2 separate regions of the Muntiacus reevesi genome follow, and region 2 is linked to region 1. Evidence: chromatin contacts called from public Hi-C data. All regions are on one chromosome and are shown on one strand. Each heading gives the region's core, a stretch centred on a gene start, on an enhancer-like site or on the middle of the called end of the contact. The rest is flanking DNA. Distances are from core to core; before and after follow the strand shown. Region 1 holds the start of TNRC6B (trinucleotide repeat containing adaptor 6B). Region 2 holds the start of ADSL (adenylosuccinate lyase).

Region 1 (3,919 bases), core at 564-3,063:
CCTGGGAATACCTGCCATTTAATGCTAATTGATGTTTGTGAAACACTTATCTTCCTCTGCTGAAAGGCTATAAGTGTTGAGCACTATTTCTGTGTTACAGTAGTTGTTTTATAATTAAAGCAGTGCCAGTGAGGTTACACAACAGCTTGGATCAGGAGGCGAAATAAGGGCAGTGATCCTACTGAAGCTACAGGGGATGGGGATTTGGTATGCTAAAATGTTAATTACCGGAGACAGACGTGGGCCTGAGTCCAGCACTGTGCTCTTGGAGATCATTTCAGTACCAGAGCCTAGGGCTGGTTCTCTGGCAATGGGTCCTAAGCATTCTGCCCTCCCCTGGCTGGAATGTTGGATTCACTCTGCTGAAAGCTGCCACACGAAAGAATTCAATGGCCAGGAGCCAGGAACACACGTCTTGCACAGCATCAGGGGCTACTCTGGAAGCTTTCCAGAAAGGGCATACAGTAAAATATTCCTAAACCGATTTATTTATTCTCTTTCCCTCTTTGGACTCTCTCCTCGTTTCTGGCTCTTCAGGACTCTCTCAGAAAAGAGTGAGCTGAAGATGGATGAGTGGGAGTTGGGAAGGTAGGCTTGAACCAGAAGGCTGGTAGAAGTATTTATTTATTTATAAAGTGGAGAAAATGAACATAAAGGTAAATGGGCTTCCGATCAGGAAACACCAAGACTGTTTCATTTAGGGTGGGAGGAATGGGTGCTGGAGGAGAAGATACAGTGGAGGCAATGACAACCTATCCATAGCTTTAGTCCCCAACAGTGTCACCTCCAGAAACTGAGGACCTCTGAAATGAAACCTTTTGAAGTTGTAGGGTTGGCTGACAGGTACGATTCTAGGCTAAGAGAGACACCAAAGTACAGTGAAAAGAGCTTAGGCTTTGGAGTCAGACAGATCTGGGACCAAATTTTGGTTTACCAACTATTTTCTATCTAGGTGACCTTGGGCAAGTGTCCTAACCTCTCTGGCGCCTTAGTGTCTTTATCTGTAAAATTTAGAGAACCTATCTGTAAAATTTAGAGAACTCACAGCTTTAATCGATAGTCCTTGTAAAGAACTCCGCACAATGGCACAAAGCGGGCACGCATACGGTACGCAAGCGGGTAGTCGTTATTACCAACTACAGGCCAAATGAACAGTCATCCAAACTGCCTAGCAAACAATTAACAGTGCGAATCACCGACGCGCCTATCTGCCCAATAACGTACCAGGAAAGAACTCGGTGGAGACAAACCAATAGCATTAGCCCTTGTTGTTGGACGGGCTTTCTAGCCGTTCCACCAATAGTTTGAAGATTTGACTAACGAGTGACATGCTGACAGTCCAATGACTCACAACCAGCTCACACTCAGCACTTCTGAGGGGATAAATCAAGGAGCCAGGACGTATAGATTCCGTTATTAGGCAGTACTGGATGGAGCGAGGAGCTCAGGGGGAACAGCGCGAGGGCGAGGCACTAATGAGCTAATAAAAGGAAAAAGACGATGGTTGCGCCAACTGAACTCGGCCGCCATCATGCTCTAGTTTCCCCTTCTCCTCTCCGCGTCCGCGACCGAGGAAGCGGCCTCTGGGATGCTGAGGGGGTGTGTCCCCGAATGATTGGCGCAGGGAGCTCAGCCAATCCTAGCTCGTCAAACGGAACGCATTTGACCAATGAGGGGCGACGGCTACGGCGAGGCATTGGAGGGGCGGAACGGCAGCTTGACGGGCACAAAAGCCAGCCAGTGAGGGTCGGCAGCATCCTCCCTCCGGCCAATGGAGTGGGGCTCTGGGCGGGGCCCCGAGTGTTTGTGTTGTGGTTTTGGGGGAGGGAGGCGGAGGGGAAAGTTTGTTTATTTTGTTTTTAGTTTCTGGGGTCCCCGTGTTTCTCGGAGGTGAAGCGGGAGGGAGTGACCCCCTCCCCCGAACCCCTCAGTCCCCCTACTACGTCGCCTCCATAGCCTGCGAAGGAGCGGGGACCGCGCGCATCGCAGCGCATCGCCTCACAGCGGAACGCCGCGCACTCGGAGCCGGCACGGCTCGGCGGTGAGTGAGGACCGACGGCCACCGCCGCCCTTCCCCTCCCCCCGCTCACCGCCCAGTCAGAGCCGGGCGGCCGGGTGGGCGAGGACGTCCGCGGGAGCGCGCGGCGCGGGGCCGGCCTGTCAAGCTGAGGCGCAGCGTGTGCGTGTCCTCGCGAGTGAGCGCGCGCGGCGGGGAGAGGGCCGGGAGGGGCGTGAGCGCGCGCGGGGCCGGCGGGGGCGGTGGCGTTGGGCGCGCGCTCCGCGGGGCGGGCGTCTGGTGGGTTTGACCCCGGGGCGGGGAGGGACGCGGGCGATGTCCGCGCGCGGGGCAGGGGCGCCCGGAATGGCCGGGTCGGGGCCGGCGGGCGGGCGGGCGCGCGCGGCGGCGGCGGCGGCGGGCGTCACGCGCCGGCAGGTGTGAGCTGGGGGAGGGCTTCCGGGTGGGCCGGTCGAGTAGAGTTCGCTTCCCGTCGCCGGGGCACTTCGGGGCCGGGAGGGGTCCCTGTGGCGGCGGAGAGCCGAAGCCCACGGAGGCGCGTCGGGGCCCCTTGCCTGGCGGTGGCGAGGGAGGCGTCAGGCCTCGGAGCCCCCTGGTCCCCACCTGTGTGCAAGACCTGCGTGACAGAGTGAATGCGCTCCCCTGCCCAACCCGGGCCGGTCGTCCCAGCTCCTGTGTGGCCACAGGTCGATTAACTCTTCCCCAGGGAAAGGAGGGCGAGGGGACTATCAGCGGACGACCAGCCAGAAGTGTTTTCTGCCATTCCCTGGTCCTGCGCCCTTGGTTTCAAACTAGTGGGTTTCCACAGTGGGCTTAACTGCACCATGTAGTGGCTGAAGACACCCAATAAGGGTAGCCTCTTGTCGGTGACCTTAAGGCCCAGCCCATCCTCGGTTACTTGAACACCAGGAATTAGTCTGGGTCTTTTCAGGCTCTCTGCTTTTTCACGTATCTGCCGGCTGCACTATTACTTTTTAGCCTCTGTGCTAAAGGTTGAAGCGAGGCATAAGGTGAATTCAAGTTGGCCATTTGCTTACAATATAGGCAAAATATACAACAAAATTAGCCAGAGATGTTTCTCCATAGTCGGTGAATAAAACGTTGTTAATTACTGTTCCCCTCCCCCAGCAGTTAAGCAAACAGAAATAAGATGTATAGAAGTCTTACATTTTAGTATTTTGTCTAAGTTTAACAATAGCGGCTGTTTTCTTCCTAGTTGTGGGGAATTTCAGTAGGATGATAGTTTCCTATTGATTCGGGTGGCTTTGGAACTGTTTAGCTTTTGATAGTGTTATGTAAATGGCTCTTAAAAAGCAGAACTTTTAGCACATTGACACCTCTGCCGTGTGCGTTGTCTCACTAGGTAAGTAGTAGGAGAGATGTGAATGTAGTAGGTCCATATACTAAGGCAAGCATCCGGAACACGAATCAGACTGGCTTGTTCCACTTGGAATGCAGTGATGATATGATGCCTTTAAAATAATTTTTTAGTTCTTGACTGTTTTTAAGTTCCTTCCCAAACATTTGAGCAGAAAAGTTTCTGATGGGACTTAAGAAGAAATTCCCAAGCGGCTTTTCTAATGTAGCACATAAATGTCATGCCCTTTGGGAGGTGGGTCGGGAAATATTTTTGTCCTCATTCAAATGGAAGCACTTAAAAATGTTTTAAATCAGAACAATGCCATTTGTTCAAATGATAATGATAACGTTAGCTAACTTATTTTTTTTTTGCGCTCTTTGCCTATGCCAACCTGTTTATATTTTTTACCTAATCCTTACCTCAAACCTGTGAGGTCGGTATCATTACTGTAGTATGGATGGGGAAAACAGCCTCCAAAAGCCACAGAGCTAGGAAGTTAAAGGGCATCGATCGGTTTAGTCTTCAGTCTGATTTCAAACCCT
Region 2 (3,851 bases), core at 153-2,652, 260 kb after region 1:
ATCGATGGAAAAGGCCGACAGCAGTGAACTCGGGTGAGAGGTACGAGAGAGACCTGTATGAAATCTGAGGTGGGAATGGAGAACACTACAGGGGAGGTCCGTCTATTTTTTAGTAAATCATGAAAAAAAAACGGAAAGGTGACAAAAAGTTATTGTCAAAGATGAGATCTTGCAAATCTTGAGATCTAATCAGAACTTTTAATATCCCTTAAGTCTTAACGGTTACTGGGAAAGGGGCCAGGGCCATTCACCTCAACCAACAAGCTGAGAATTCAAAATGGACATCCCCTTATAGTGAGACACTAAAAAACAGGTAATTTCAAAGCAATATAGTAGCTGCTACTGTAGCACAAAGGAAAGAATACATTTGAGTTTGGTAAGAACTGGGAGCCTGGAGCCTGTCTGCCTACACTTAACTCCTAGCTCTTGCCCTAACTCCTAGCTCATGCCCTTCTAGCCACGTGTGAGCTATCTCAAGACGGTCAACTCTCCCATGCCTTCACTTTGTCACCTGAAAAATGGGGATCAGAATAATGGCCGGCATTTATTGAGCATTTACTCTGCACTGGAGAGTAATGTATTATATTATTTAATAATACCTGAACAATTCAGGACCCTCACATGGATTTAATGTGTAAAGCACTCAGGACAGTGCCTGATACCTAGTGAAAGTTAAGTGTTAGTCCCCAGTACCCTCGTTAAGAGTTAAGTTTAAGAGTCCAGTACCCTCGGACTCCGCGACCCCATGGACTAGCCCACCAGGCTCCCTCTGTCCATGGAATTCTCCAGGCAAGAATACTGGAGTGGGGTAGCCATTTCCTTCTTCAGGGGATCTTCCCCACCAAGGGATCGTACTCAGGTCTCCTGCATCGCAAGCAGATTTTTTTACCGTCTGAGCCACCAGTGAGACCACCATAAACGTTAGTGGTTTTATTATTAGTGGCCAACCAGAGGGAAGAGTGGGTTCATCAGGTGACATTTTCTGACCTGGACCTTGAGTAAGCTGTAGTGAGAAAGTGTTCCAGGGCGGGGAACTCAATGCCGATTTCCCTTCTCTTGTACTTGTCTCAGAACCGGGCGGTAGGAGTGGGGGAGGGGGAGAAGACAAAAATAATAGCAACAACAACAAAAAAAAAAAGCTTTCCAAATGTCTTGGACATCGATTTGATGTCCTCAGAGCAATCCTAAAGGCGGGTCTTAATGTATCTTTTTTCGGATGAGAAAACTGAGACGCAGAGCTGCAGAGGTAACTTGTGAAGCACTGATCACGTTTCTCGTAAAACGAAGAGAAACTCTTGAACCCTCAGTAGCGAAGAGCCTAAACCCAGCAGCCTTGAGGTCTCGGGTCTCCCGGAAACGCCGGGGGTGGAACCAAGTGGAGGAAGTCCCGCCCTCGGACTTCCGCTTCCGCCCTCGCTGACCCTGTTGGCTCCGGCGAGGTCCAGAGTCCGGCATGGCCGCGGGCGGCGACCGTGGCGGGCGGGAGGCGGCCTGCGGGCACGACAGCTACCGCTCGCCGCTTGCCTCCCGTTATGCCAGCCCGGAGATGTGCTTCCTGTTTAGCGACAAGTACAAATTCCGGACTTGGCGGCAGCTCTGGCTGTGGCTGGCGGAGGCCGAGCAGGTAACGCACCTGGAGGCGGGCCCGGCCCCGCACGTGCCAGGCTGGGACTTCCAGCGCGGGCTGAGCCTCCCCCGGCAGCTGCCCCGCTATTTTCGGCCGGATGTTCCCTTTCCGGAGGAACGGCCCCAGGAAGGCCAGGGCAGGAGGCCCAGCCGTCGTCACCTGTTACCTCACATGTTTTAATGGTGGAGGGTCGGAGATGGACGGTGGGCGGCGAGAAGTGCAGTTACCGTTTCCGGGAGTAAGTCTTGGCGGTTCCTGTAGGAGTGCACCGCTGAGTGCTCCTTCTGTGCGGTTGTGCTCGCTTCTGTACACGTCTTTACCCGGTTAACCCAGAAAGACTTTGCAAACTAGGGGGCGGTTTCCCACGTTATAGGAGAGAAGACCAAGCCCCGATGATGTGCCAGTGAGATATTTGCTCCTAACCATTATGACAACCCACTCCAGTATTCTTGCCTAGAGAATCCGATGGAGAGAGGAGCCTGGCAGGCTATACAGTCCATGGAGTCGCCAAGAGTCGGAAATGACTGAAGCGAGTTAGCACTCACGTATTAATAAAGGAACCCGGGTGTGAACCCATGACCTTGCAAAGCCTGACTGAGCACCCAACCACCTCACCCTCCACATGCCTCTGTGTAGTCAGAGACCTGTCTCTGCAAAATACACATTTGCTGGGCCATTGTTTCCTCTTCAGTAGACTGCCTTTTTTTGTCTCTGGGGAGAGAGAATCAGGGTAGGGGGTTATTAGATGCGAGTTACGGGTTCTGAGAGCTTCATGTAGAGGTATTCTGCCCAGCGGTTTCAGAAATAGCCCCAGAAGGATCTTCACAGAAGCGCTGAAGGAAGCTGAGGGTGATCCAAAGAGCTATAAAGTTTCCGAGAAAAATGCCACAACAAGCAAGATGGCAGTCCTCTCCAAAATGACATACAGTAACCTCAAAAACAATCTGAGTATCTACCTAGGACCAAGGTATAGGGTCCCCAAACAGGAAACTTTCTTCCTAGATTTTATCACCTTCCTATCACCTTGCTCAAGAAGTAAAGTAGTAGATGACACTAGCAGACACAATACTCTGCAATGGCTTATGAAAGAAAAGAATCTAAAAAAGAGTGGATGGATATATGCTAACTGATTGACTTTGCTTTTCATCTGAAACTAACACATTCTTTTAAATCAACTATACTCCAATAAAAATTTTTTTTAAATGCTAGCAGATGTTTCTACAGTGCCTGCTATGTGTGCTCTGCAGTTTGAAAACCTTAAAAATTAATTTACTAATTCTCAAAACAATTCTTTATAAGTATGTGATTCCTATTTTACAGAGGATAAAATGAAGGCACAGATTTCATAAACATAGAGCTCAGATAACAATAAATAGATCAGGACATGCAGTGTGTTGTGGTTTGTTACCTACTAGCATGTATTCTGTTTTCTGTTTCACTTGGTACTCCCTGTAGATGAGGTTGGCGCCAGTCACCAAAGCTTGTAAGAACTTCAAGCTGGAATTGAAATGTGGAGTCAGTATGCATCCTTTCCTCTGCCCAGTCTACACATTGCCTGAAATGCATCCCATTTTGATATCTCCTGAATCTGTATTATCTATTAGCTAGGGTGTCAAAATGAACAGCATGAAGTGCGTAATAATTTAGTAGCTAAAAAAAAAAAAAAAAAAAAAAAACTTGAGGAATGAGAGTTTAGGGCCTGTGCAGAAAATTCGTCCACCTTGGATTTTGAGAGGATGAGTTGCTTGGGGAGGAAGCAGTTTGTCCACACTGCCCCCTGCTGTTCTGTTATGGGAGCAGCCTTACGATGTCTGCTCAGAGATCCAAAGCAGCTTGGCCAGATGTAGTGTGACCGAGGAATTTAATTTTCACTAGTTTAAATGTAAATAGCCACATCTGACTAGATAGGTCTTAAGATGTGAGCTCCTTCTCAGGACCAGGCCTTGGGACTTTGAAGTGAGGTTTGGGTAAAATTCACCAATGTACAGATTCAGCACTTGGCTCGAGGTTTCTGAGCTGCCTGTGGGCTGCCAGCTGTTTTTTGTCAGCCTGATTTTATTCAGTGATGGAGGAATGTAAGATGTTGATGTGTTTGTTTTCTCATTAATATCTCCTGGAATTGCTTTCAGTTTCACTGAATTCGCGGCACATAATTTGTTGGCAGAGCTACTAACAGTGTTGCTAATTTTGGTTTCTCTGACTAAATCCATCTAGATCAGATATA

What was found. Hi-C and Micro-C count contacts between places; a contact is called where the count stands out from the background.
Region 2: a Hi-C map of muscle shows a contact between it and region 1, with 6 times the contacts expected there. The contact joins the promoter of ADSL here to the promoter of TNRC6B in region 1. A contact is called at or near these places in 2 of 3 Hi-C or Micro-C datasets (blood and muscle).

What each region holds. Positions count from the first base shown.
Region 1 is chr1:54,956,818-54,960,736 of mMunRee1.1, forward strand. It overlaps TNRC6B (trinucleotide repeat containing adaptor 6B), which reads left to right and starts at 1,814. Exons shown (of 24, transcript XM_065944391.1): 1 at 1,814-2,041.
Region 2 is chr1:55,214,754-55,218,604 of mMunRee1.1, forward strand. It overlaps ADSL (adenylosuccinate lyase), which reads left to right and starts at 1,403. Exons shown (of 13, transcript XM_065944404.1): 1 at 1,403-1,624. The coding sequence starts at 1,454.